Linked DNA regions of Macaca mulatta: region 2 is linked to region 1. The links are chromatin contacts, called in public Hi-C maps. All regions are on one chromosome and are shown on one strand. The core of a region is the stretch at or near the end of the contact, and the rest is flanking DNA. Distances in the headings are between cores, read along the strand shown. Region 1 holds the start of CCDC88A (coiled-coil domain containing 88A). Region 2 holds the start of LOC718926 (putative prolyl-tRNA synthetase associated domain-containing protein 1).

The links. Hi-C and Micro-C count contacts between places; a contact is called where the count stands out from the background.
Region 2: a contact with region 1 is called in a Hi-C map of liver, with 2.9 times the contacts expected there. The contact joins the promoter of LOC718926 here to the promoter of CCDC88A in region 1. A contact is called at or near these places in 2 of 14 Hi-C or Micro-C datasets (fetal cortex germinal zone and liver).

Annotation. Positions count from the first base shown.
Region 1 is chr13:69,200,627-69,206,562 of T2T-MMU8v2.0, forward strand. It overlaps CCDC88A (coiled-coil domain containing 88A), which reads left to right and starts at 2,449. Exons shown (of 33, transcript XM_077959562.1): 1 at 2,449-3,289; 2 at 3,386-3,486. The coding sequence starts at 3,227.
Region 2 is chr13:69,336,247-69,342,182 of T2T-MMU8v2.0, forward strand. It overlaps LOC718926 (putative prolyl-tRNA synthetase associated domain-containing protein 1), which reads right to left and starts at 3,702. Exons shown (of 3, transcript XM_028831671.2): 1 at 3,605-3,702; 2 at 2,567-2,955; 3 at 567-1,036. The coding sequence starts at 2,875. The coding sequence ends at 602.

The DNA of each region.
Region 1 (5,936 bases), core at 1,199-3,698:
CATCTGGGGCCATCTGGCTCTACAGGAGAATCCAGATTTCTGTGAGGGATGGGTACTAAATTGCATAAACAATACTACCTTAATGTATGACTCCTGTGCTAACTCTTCAGTCACCACTTCGAAATGCCCCTAACCTGCTGTATTTGGTATTAATACTTTTTGTTTTTTTGTCTATGAATGAAGCAGATTGATTTGTCCTAGGATAAACCCAGTATAGGCATAATTACTTCCATATTGTTTTGTCAAGCATCTGGGGGATTACAAAGAAAAGTGGATATGTCAAGCACTGGGCTGCTCCTGAAAGCAATGCTGTCTTCTTGGTGCCTACTCTCCTTCTGTCTGCATTTCATTTGCCAAATAAAGGACCACTATTAAGAAACAGTCATCAGGCCAAGAGCAGTGGCTCTCACCTGTAATCCCAGCACTTAGGGAGGTCGAGGCAGGCAGATCACTTGAAGTCAGGAGTTCAAGACCAGCCTGGCCAACATGGTGAAACCCCGTCCCTACTAAAAATACAAAAATTAGCTAGGGGGTGGTGGCGGGCACCTGTAATCCCAGTTACTCGGGAGGCTGAGGCAGGAGAATCACTTGGACCCTGGAGGCAGAGGTTGCAGTGAGCTGAGATCGTGCCACTGCACTCCAGCCTGGGTAATAGAGTGAGACTCCGTCTCAAAAAACAAAACAAATAAAAAAAGGAGTCACCAAGCCAGGCGTGGTGGCTCACACGTCTAGTCCCAACTGCTAGGGAGGCTGAGGTGAGAGGGTCACTTGAGGCCAGGAGTTTGAGGCTAGCCTGGGCAACATAGTGAGACTCCCATATCTAAAAGACTTTTTTAAAAGTCATCAAGAGCAGATGGAAAAGATTGCTAGCAATAAGGATGTCTGAAGGCTTGTGTACTGACTAGGGAAATTCAAGGTTCTACTTGTACACTACCTAGCAAAGTGCCACATGAATGCATCCTAATTTTAATTAAGATGATTTTCAAAGGGCATTCAGTTCCCTACTCCTCAAAGCAAGATCCTTTCTCCTGTAACTGAAGTAGAAAGGTTACATTTCAAGTTTTTTCATAAAGGTTCTTTATTTTGAAGGAATAATGTTAAAAACAACATTAATGACATTTATAGAACACTTACTATAAGCTGCCATTTCACTTACCCCTATTATTAGCCCTGCTTTACACGTGAAGGAACCAAAGCACAGAGAGCCTCAATAACGTGCCTAGGCTCACACAGCTGGTGCATATTGGAACTAGGCAGGAAGACTTCAGAGTCCAGGTTCCCAACTACCCAATTAAGAAATTGTGCTGTTTCTTAATTGTGTGATGACAGAGACATTTTTACTGCTAATTTAAAATATATACTCTATGTAAATATTTATGTAATGTAAACATAGCACACATTATAAAACTATATTATCTTTTCTCAAAAAAGATTGCATTCTACATGCCCATTTTACCCCAGGAAAAAAGTCTTTATTTTCCTTTTAAATGAGGAGTAACATTTGATTTTGCCAGGGAACTTAAAATTATGTCGAGGTTCCAGTCGTGCATGGCATGGAGATTTATGACAAATATGTAATCTGTTTGTCACCCAACTTGGATGACTTCCAAATGTTTCTTCTTTGTAGTTCTTGATTTTGCTTGGGATTCCCCCCCACCCCGACCCCTCAATGGCCAAATAGCAAAAAACAAAACAAAACCAAAAAACAATGTCTGAGTCACGTTTGCTCCAGTCAGGGAATACCAACGTGCTGACAGACAGCTCTGGTTTTTAAAAAATCTTACTGTATGTCACTTGCAACTCTGAAGAATATTCATGCGTTAGTGGACTGGATTTGGAAGAAAAAAAAAAGAAGCAGAAAAAACCCACCAAGTTGCGGCTCAAGTCCCTCTGCCATTTGCTGCAGTGAGTTTTCCTATTCCATTTTGCTGGGGGGAAGGCATGCTTTACAGAACACATCAAACTGTCCGAAAAAGGTTGTCTGCAACCCTCACGTTTAAAAGAGAAGGATTTCTTTCCCTTTCCTTCACATATCAAAGAAGGCACTCGGGGAGGAAATAAACCATAATTACGCATGAGCGAGCGAGGGAGCAGACAGACCCCTTGCTCTGCCTTCCCTGTCCCCGCCCCCCAAGCCTGGGCGCAAGCGAGGAGCGGGGTGTCTCCCCAGCAGCTGCAGCGAACGCGCGTCCACGCCCGCGCCCGCCGCCAGGATCTGGGCGGCGGCGGGGCTAGCCCGGGGGCGCGCTCGCTCGGGAGCGCGCTCATGCAGCGGTTTTCTTCTCCCACAATCCAGAGGCAGCTGCGCGGGAGGGGCGGGGAGTCGGCGGAAGGATATCGGCGCGGAGGAAGCTACGCGCTCCCTTTGACGGCCGTCCCCGACATTGGCGGGCGGCTCTGGCGGGCGGCGAGGGGTGGGGTGTGATGCGGCACTGCGGTTCTGAGGCCGTTACTCCGGCTTCTCCATAGAGGGCGGAGGAGGCTGGAGCGCGGCGGTGATTTTGTGCCAGGGATTCCCAGAGAAGCGCTGAAAAGGCTGGCAGGGCTTAGGAAGCTGGGGGGTTAGGGACACGCATTCAAGCCCCCACCCCCGGGAGGGGAAGGGGGCTGGAGGCAAGGCTTGAGGGCGGCGGAGGGATGGTGTCTGTTCGGGGGGAAGGGGTGAGCCCTGCCTGTTGGTGCTGAGGGGCTGCGGGCAGTGGAGGCTCCGCGGGTCGAAAGCGGCTCCATGCCCATCGGTGGGTGGAACGTGTAGAGGTCGGAACGCCGAGGTCGAGTCTGGCGGCCCCTCGGAATCCTTAACGTGGTCTCTGTCTAACGTATTTCATTTAGCCCACGTTGGGATTAATTCATTGGGAGCAGTTTCGCTGGTCTGGCTCCTCCAGGAGCTGGACAACCTTGACGGGCTTTTTGTCTTGGGCTCCAGCCCCCTTTCCCTTCCTCCTCCTCCAGATGCCTTTTCTCTGCCCCTCCTCGCCCGGTACAGACATTTCCAGCGCAGGCTGCTGCTCGTGGTGTCCGTCGTCGAAGCCACTTCTTGGGATTTCGGCTTGTTTCCCTCTGGGGTGTTTTTTGAGGAGGGAGAGTGCCCCCCTCCTCCACGATGGGATTTTCCTCCCTTGCCGAAATGGACTTTCATTGATTTATACTTACTTCCACGTTTAGTGACCAATTCCCTAGGCGTATTTTTGTGGTAGTTCCTTTTTTCAAATACATACTCTGTAAAATGGAGAACGAAATTTTTACTCCCCTTCTGGAGCAGTTCATGACCAGCCCCTTGGTCACTTGGGTAAGTGGGGTGTCCTTTATTGTATATTTTGCTGCGTTATTTGTGGCTGCAGAGATGGAGGTGGGCGTTCATGTCGTGGTGATCCTTCTGTTCTAGGTTAAAACGTTTGGACCTCTGACTGCAGGAAATGGGACCAACCTTGATGAATATGTGGCTTTGGTGGATGGGGTGTTCCTGAACCAGGTCATGCTCCAAATGTAAGTTCTTCCTTCTTTCCTAGGTAACTTGTTTTCTTTGAGAAATAGCATACGGTGAACTTTGAGACACGATGTTTTAAGCCCCTAATTTGCTTCATTGGCCAGAAAAATTCAGGTGGTTTAAGAATTAGATCTTGAAAGGAATGATAATGTTATGCGCTCAGCCCATTATCACAACCTAGTAATTCTACCTGTTAAAATTGTGAAACTTTAATTTTTCATTCTGTCAACCATGTATCGTCACTTGTCTTCAGTACTGAAATCCAAGCCACATTGTGTCTTCTTTGATAATTTGGTAAAATAAAAGAGAGAATGAGAATCTGGTTTCTTAAGATAGGAAAAAAGACTTTACTGTGAAGTTATGTGCATTTGATGCAGAAATGTTTCTTATTAACCTCTATATCTAGAAATAAGTGGCTCAAAATTTGAAACTCGTTAAGTAATAGCAGATTTCAGAAGGGAAAATTTCAAACGGTTCTGATTGGTGAGGACTCTTGCTGTAGTAAGTAATTTAAATGCCTGTAATAACTAAAGCTTGATGAGATGATTTATTGTGTGAATTATTAGGTTGCTTAATATTTTAGGGATCATTTTAAGGTATTCTTACAGGTTTTGAAATGCAAGTATCAAGTCTTAATAACAATTAGATAACGACTTAGTGGGCAAATCTTTGTCTTTTGTGTTTATAATATTGGGTTTGTACTAAGTAGGAAAGTATGCTTTTGAGATGGGAATTGAATAGTGAAAGTATATTGGTAGCTGGATTAGTAAAATTAAAACTCAGTTTTTATCCAATTACAGATATTGTAGCATACGTGCATTCTAAGTACGCTAATGTAGTTTATCAAACTGAATTTTTCAGTTGTGCTCAAAGTAATGCGTACTTAGGCTTATTTCTCTTTAATAAAATCTGATTAGAAGAGGTAGTTTGGAACTTTTATATGTATGGGAAATCGGTGTGTTATTAATGAATAGTTGTTACTAGAGAATAAGTCTACCTTACTGCTCTGATAACCTTATCGTTTGTATTTTATTGATTTAGATTTTTATGTTTAAGACGGTAGAAGTCAAATCTATAAAAAATTGCTCTCGTTAACTTCTCTATGTGCTCAAAGATATTTGTGGGCTGTTTTTCATGTACGTGTTGATCCTACAGGGAAGTATTATACTATTACACATTTTCAACCAGTGTTTTATTTTCATAGGCACCCAAAGAAATATGTATGTTATCTGAATATGTATATATGTTTTCCTTAAGAAAGGAAAAAAGAGCGTAGACATTATTTCCAGGGTTAGTAAATATATTTTTGACAGCTGTGTAATGGAATTATTTTTTATCCTCAAAATATCTAACTATTTCCTAAGCAAAATGGTAGGATAATAAACTGACTTCTGTTTTGGGGAAACTACATGACAGAAAGGGTAGCCATTACACTAGATATTCAGAACTTGTTCCCCTATGTCTCTTTATGTGCTTATTTTTAGACAGAAAATTTTGAATTTGTGTGCTAAAAAAAAATGTGTGTTCACAAAAATAGGGAAATAGATTACTTTAGTTTTCCACTTTAATTTTATTTGAACGATTCTTTTTCCAAAAAAATTTGGTTTTTTTTTTTTGCATCCTAAATACTTAACTGAGGTGCTAAAAACAAATACATTAGTTTGTTTCCACTTCGAATGCAGTTTTATGCTAAAAAATACATGTATATTTTGAAAATGATGGTATTCCAAAATAGTGGTTGCCAGGTTGCTGTTTTTCATGAGGGGTAGCTCCTTTCCAAACCACAACTCTGCTTCTGTATTTTCAGTTCCACCTCTCAGTTTCTTTAGATTTTTTTTTTTTTTTGGTGTCCTAATTCTGTTGTAAATGACCTATATAAATTAAAAGAAAAGAAAAGAAAAAAAGTATACTTTTGCTTTGTTTGAATAATTTGCTAAAAGAAGATCAACACATTTATTTTAATTATTTAACTGATAGGGCAACAAAATATACATTGTTTTAAAAGCTGTATTTTGTTAATTTTGAAGTCATTAGGATTTCTGTTAAGCACTTAGATTAATGTATGCTTTAATGTACTTTATTATAAAGTGTCAGTTGTAGTTGTAACTCTGTACCTAGTAAATGTAAAAGTTAGGCCTAGTCTAATTTCTACAGTACATTTAATTACAGAATTAAATTGTGGGCAAGAACCCTTTGTAAGTGAAACTATTTATATATTTTCCATGTTTCTTGTGCTTGGAATTCGATGAGTGTCTTGGATCTGTGGGTTTGTAGTTTTTATCAAATTTAGAAAAGTTTCAGTCATTATTGCTACTATATATATATATATATTTTTTTATCTCTTCACCCTTTTGAAAGTCCAATTACATATATACTAGTCGCTTTGATGTTGTCTTAAAACTTACTGATGTTTAATTCAATTTTCTTTCAGTCTTCTTTGTTTCATTTT
Region 2 (5,936 bases), core at 2,452-4,951, 140 kb after region 1:
TAATTGTTGGAGGCATTCCTGTAATAAGTAGTTATCATGGGAGATGGAAAACCGTATCTCGGAGCTGACTAAAAGTACCTCCATACATCTTTTTAAAAAGAGCTCTTTTATAGGGCCAGTCACAGTGGCTCACGCCTGTAATCCCAGCACTTTGGGAGGCCGAGGCGGGTGGATCATCTGAAGTTAGGAGTTTGAAACCAGCCTGGCCAACATGGTGAAACCCCATTTCTACTAAAATTACAAAATTAGCTGGGAGTGGTGGTGTGCGCCTGTAACCCCAGCTACTTCGGAGGCTGGGGCAGCAGAATCGCTTGAACCCGGGAGGCAGAGGTTGCAGGGAGCCAAGATCACACCACACCACTGCACTCCAGCCTGGGCGACAAGAGCGAAACTTCGTCTCACAAAAAAAAAAAAAAAAAAAAAAAAAAAAAAAAAAAAAAAAAAAAGCTCTTTTAAGATGAAATACTATATTCCTCCTGAAGTGGTTTAGATAGTCACCAAACTAAGTATACCAAATATTCTTACGCTTTCAATGCTTTTTATAAATTACAAATAAGAAAAACAGCTTTCAGAAAGAAATTTATTCTAAACATTGGCCCATTTAGTTGTTTTTATCAAAATTTAGTATTATGGGATCATGTCCTGTCGTCTTCACAAATGTGAGAAAGTCTTCAGGGCTCAATCCCATGGTTGCAGCATTGGTCATTGGATGAAAGTACACCTTTTCATGTCCACCTTCGAGAATAGCAGAATCCAGAACAAACTTCACATCTCCATCATCACAGAAAAGTGCCAAGGGTGTGGCACAGCCTTGACCAACTTTTAGTTTTTCTAGCATGGCTGTTTCATCAGCAAATCGCAGATTTCCACTCCCAACACCTAACTGTTTGGCAAGCTCATTTAAATTAATTTGTCTATCATGAAGAACTGTCACCAGCCAATAATTCTTTTTCTTTTTGTCTTTAAGAAATAGGTTCTTACTATGTGCTCCTTTCAAATGTTGGATATGAGGCATCATTTCTTCAACTGTAAACACCTATAAAATATCACATAATAAGTTTTAAAATAAAGTAATATGCATGTTTATATATGCACACATTTATACCTATTTTGCTTGCTGGGTGAAAACAGCAAGGTTAGGGAGTGCTCATCGCCCTGAATTTGACTGTTAAAGACCCATCTTCACCCCATTACCAAATAATTACTTATAAGCCCATGCCATCTCATTTCCTCATCTCAGGACCTCAGGCAGTTTCTTTGGTCAATTTTCTATTCCAGTGTACTGGCCAAGTCCTCCTCAGCAGCTTTTTGTTATTTCTGAATTTAAGCTTTCAGTACGGAAAGTTTACAGCAGTTCTAGACTCCTATTCCTTAGCATTCCCTTATGTCCAGACCATGTGACAACCTCCATTCTACAAATATGTAACCACAAAGAAGGTGAGTGGGGAGGCAATAAGAACCCAGACTAACAACATCAGAAAAGCTGGCATACGCACACATAAAGAAGGGGGAGAATATAGGACTATATGGGAGGGAGGAAAGTCAGAGAAAATGATTATGGTTTTGATGTTGTATTTGTGAAGGTGAGGAATACCAACGTTATATTTCTCTACTCGTTGAAGATCACCATATTTAGCCATTATTAACTTAAGCCTTGGGTAAACTTCATGTCCTTGCACCACTCAAGTTACACATTCGTTCTGTGAAATATCTGCAAGTGGCCGGGCAGGTGCGGTGGCTCACGCCTGTAATCCTAGCTCTTTGGGAAGCCCAGGTGGGAGAATCACCTGAGGTCAGGAGTTCGAGACCAGCCAGGCCAACATGGTGAAACCCCGTATCTACTAAAAATGCAAAAATTAGCCAGCACGCTTGTAGTCCCAGCTATTCGGAGGCTAAGGCAGAAGAAACACTTGAACCCAGGAAGCAGAGGTTGCAGTGAGCCGAGATCGTGCCACTGCACTCCAGCCTGGGCCACAGAGAGAGATTCCGTCACAAATAAATAAATAAATGCAAGGAAGATTTCCTATCAAAACACAACAAATGTTACAATTTATGAAAATACAGGCCTGTCAGTTTTGGTAAGCACTTTTAGGGGTTGTGGTTTCTGCCATGCTGCATGCTTTGTGATCAACCCTGACCACGGTAGAAAAATATCACTCTGAACCTCAGTGTCCTGCTCTATGTATGGTGCCCGATACGTCGTACCTACTGAACACAGTGTTAACCACTTGCTTATTTTATCTACACAAAAAGTGGACAGACTGACCCAACACCCCAGACCGATTTAAGATGCACAGTCCTCCGTATGTTGTGCTAGTTCTTAACACGGAATGTAAGCAAATCACTCCCAAGAGGAAAGATTTCCTTGCAGTAACCTCATGGTCCCAAGACGTAAGTCCTCTGCTGTCCCTGCAGGGTTACCTTCGTATTTTGAGACCGGGGAAATATTCCAGGAGCGACGTTCTCACGGTACATTGACCTTGAGACACCTGATCTTAGCCCGACGGACGTGCAGCACAGCCCACCCCGCTGGGCCTGTCTCGGCGGTCACTTTTAGGGGTCTCACCTCAGGGTGCTCCACGACTTCGGTGTGGATGGCCAGGGCACCGAGCCGCTGCTCCAGCGCCGCCCGCAACTCTGCGCCCGCCATGCAGTCGCTGTCGTGGCGATGGGCGGAAAAACTGGGCACTGCTTCCCGCGGCTGCGCAGACCGGAGCCTGAGGCGGAACTGCCAGGAGGGATCTCGGCCGATGCCGGCAGCGTGGTGCTGGTGCCTGCTGGAGGCGGGTCCGCCCTGTCCGAGCGCCTCGCCCACTGGTCCCTGAACATCGTCCGCTGAGGGCACCGGCTTGCTAAGGCCTGCGGGAGCTCTCATCAGGCGCCTTGCTGCGGCGGGGCCTGCGATCTCACAGCCCTCCCTGATCCCACTTCACGTTTCCCAGATCGCCGTATCTTCTGTTGAGGGTTTGGGAGTTTTGGGGTTTTTTTTGTTTTTCGGGACGTAGCCTCGCTTTGTCACCCAGGCTGGAGTGCAGTGGCGCGATCGCGACTCACTGCAACCTCCGCCTGCCGGGCTCAAGTGATTCTCCCGCCTCAGCCTCCCAAGTAGCTGGGATTACTGGCGCCAGCAACTACGCCCGTCTAATTTTTGTACTTTTTGTAGGGACAGGGTCTCGCCTTGTTGTCCAGGTTGGTCACGAACTCCTGGGCTCAAGCGATCCTCCAACCTCCCAAAGTGTTGGGGTTACAGGCCTGAACCACCGCTTCCGGCCGCTTTTATTGTTTAAACCGCAGGTAGGCAGTGCACGGTGGCTGACGTCTGTAATAGCAACACTTTGGGAGGCTGAGGCAGGTGGATCGCTCAGAGCCCATAGTTTGAGACCCGCCTAGGCAACATGAGACCCTGTCTCTAAAAATAAATAAATAATCATTAGTCAATCACACCCACATAGTAACTCCCAGATTAGGGAGTGTGGAGGGGGCCCAGATCCACATTGTTCTAAGGCTTTTCAACTTTTATTGTAAATTATAATTTTACATTTTACCCTTTCTGACAGTTCTTATTATTGATCTAAGAATAATTGACTGTGCCACTATGACTCACCTTTTTCCAAGGTAGTTTGACTACCTCCAGGTAGTTTTAAGCTATCTTGGTGTTTTCAGCTATAAAAAGTAAAGTAGCAGTTCCTCTTCAAAGACTTTCCTTAGGAATAAATAGTAACATATCTTAGATGCAAAATTTATTCAAAGACCCGTGCTAACATTTTTAAATATCTGCTAGCCGTAATAAAGAAATCAATGTGCTTTAAGTTCTTAACTTCCACAATTTAGCCTAAATATTTGCCCTGGCATGCTTATATTGGTCCAAGCAAGCATTAGGTCATAGCGTATTCCTCTTCCCTATTTAAAAGTGTTCTTATCTTTCTCAGCATTCCATAAGTTACTTCCTCCTTCCTTTGTTCTCCTCTACCTTTGCCTCTTTTAAAAAGTTCTAAGTTGCTAGCCAATTGGGGCAAATACAGAATGTGACCTCCCTTTCCAGCCAATGGAAACTGGACACACCAGTAGAGTGGATGTGTCAGGTTATAAATGACGCTGTCACCTTTGCTGGGTGTACTCTTCTGGCAAAACTGCTGGTGAGTGTACCCTTTCTGCAGAAGTAAAAATAGCCTTACTAAATAAATTAATGTTCAAGTGCTGTTTCTTTATGGCAGCGGGGAACAAGCATTTCAAACACAGCTATCCTGGGACACACTCCCCACATGTGTGAGTCCTGGAATTCCACCTTAGGAGTTCATTTATGAATTTAGATTAAGGCTCAAATCCCAGATAACAGGTAGATATACCTAGGGACATTTAACCTTAGTGTGAATGGGTCATTTCTGGGGTGCAAACTGAACGGGGGGAGAAGGAACCCTCTTAAGACACAGTAAAATGTCTTAGTCCTTACCCGCAGCCCTGGAGGAAGCTACAAAAGAGGAGGAATTCAAAGTCAACCTCACAGTTTCACCCAAAATTGGCCTTGGATAGCACAATATTAAAATGTCTCAGTTTAACCTACCTCTTTAATTATTAAATCATGGTTTCCCTTCAAAAACTCCATCTAATTCTGTGATCTCTGATTATAGAATCAACAGGCCACACTTCCCATGGTCTACTAAATTCAGATCAACAACAAAAGCGACATATCACATTACAGAGGATTTAGAAAACAGGAAAGTGGGGAAAGATCATTCAGACTTTCATGGTGTTCATGCAATGTTATTGCCATTTTGGTGGCAATCTTTCCAGTCTTGTTTCCTTTATTCTTGCTATTTTGGCTATACATAATGATTTTTTCAGATAGTTGAAACTTCCTACATATTAAATTTTGTGTCCTGCCTTTTTATTACTTATAAGCATTTTCCTCTGTTACCACAGTGTCTTTCTTTAATATATATTGTGTAGCTGGATCATATTAGCTATTATGTTTTGTTTTTGTTTTGAGACAGGGTTGCTCTCTGTCACCCAGGCTGGAGTACAGTGGCATGATCTCCACTCACTGCAACCTCTGCCTCCCAGATTCAAGCGATTCTCCTGCCTCAGCTTCCCAAGTATCTGGGATTACAGGCGCACACCACCATGCCTGGCTAATTTTTCTATTTTTAGTAGAGATGGGGTTTCACCATGTTGGCCAGGCTGGTCTTGAACTCCTTACCTCAAGTGATCCGCCCACCTCGGCCTCCCAAAGTGCCCAGAGCCACTGAGCCCTGCTGATATTAGCCATTACTTTCAAGGGCAAAAACCGCGATTACTTTTGCACCAATCTAATAATTTTCTTAACCATTACCATATGGTGGACATCCTTGTTGTTAATGAATCATGATGTTCTAAATTGCTTTCCAAAAATTATTCTAATGTATAATTAGCAATGTATGAATTAATCTACTTTACTATATTTTTGCCCAAATTTGCAGAATATAATTTTTAATTTTCAAATTTAATAGACAAATTTTCTTTTCTTTTCTTTTCTTTTTTTTTTTTGAGATGCAGTCTCTCTCTGCCACCCATGCTGGAATGCAGTAGGGTGATCTCGGCTCACTGCAAGCTCCACCTCCCGGGTTCACGCCACCTCAGGCGAATCACCTGAGGTCAGGAGTTTGAGACCCGCCTGGCCAACATGGTGAACTCTTGTCTCTATTAAAAATACAAAAAATAGCTGGGCGTGGTGGCGCATACCCATAGTCTCTCTTCTCGGGAGGCTGAGGCAGGAGAATCGCTTGAACCAGGGAGGCAGAGGTTGCAGTGAGCCGAGATCACACCACTACACTCCATCCTGGGCGACAGATGGAGACGCTGTCAAAAAATAAAAAGGAAAGAAAGAAAAAAAAAGGAAAAAGGGAGGGAAGGAAGGAAGGAAGGAGGAAAGGAAAGAAGAAAGGAAGGGAGGAAAAAGT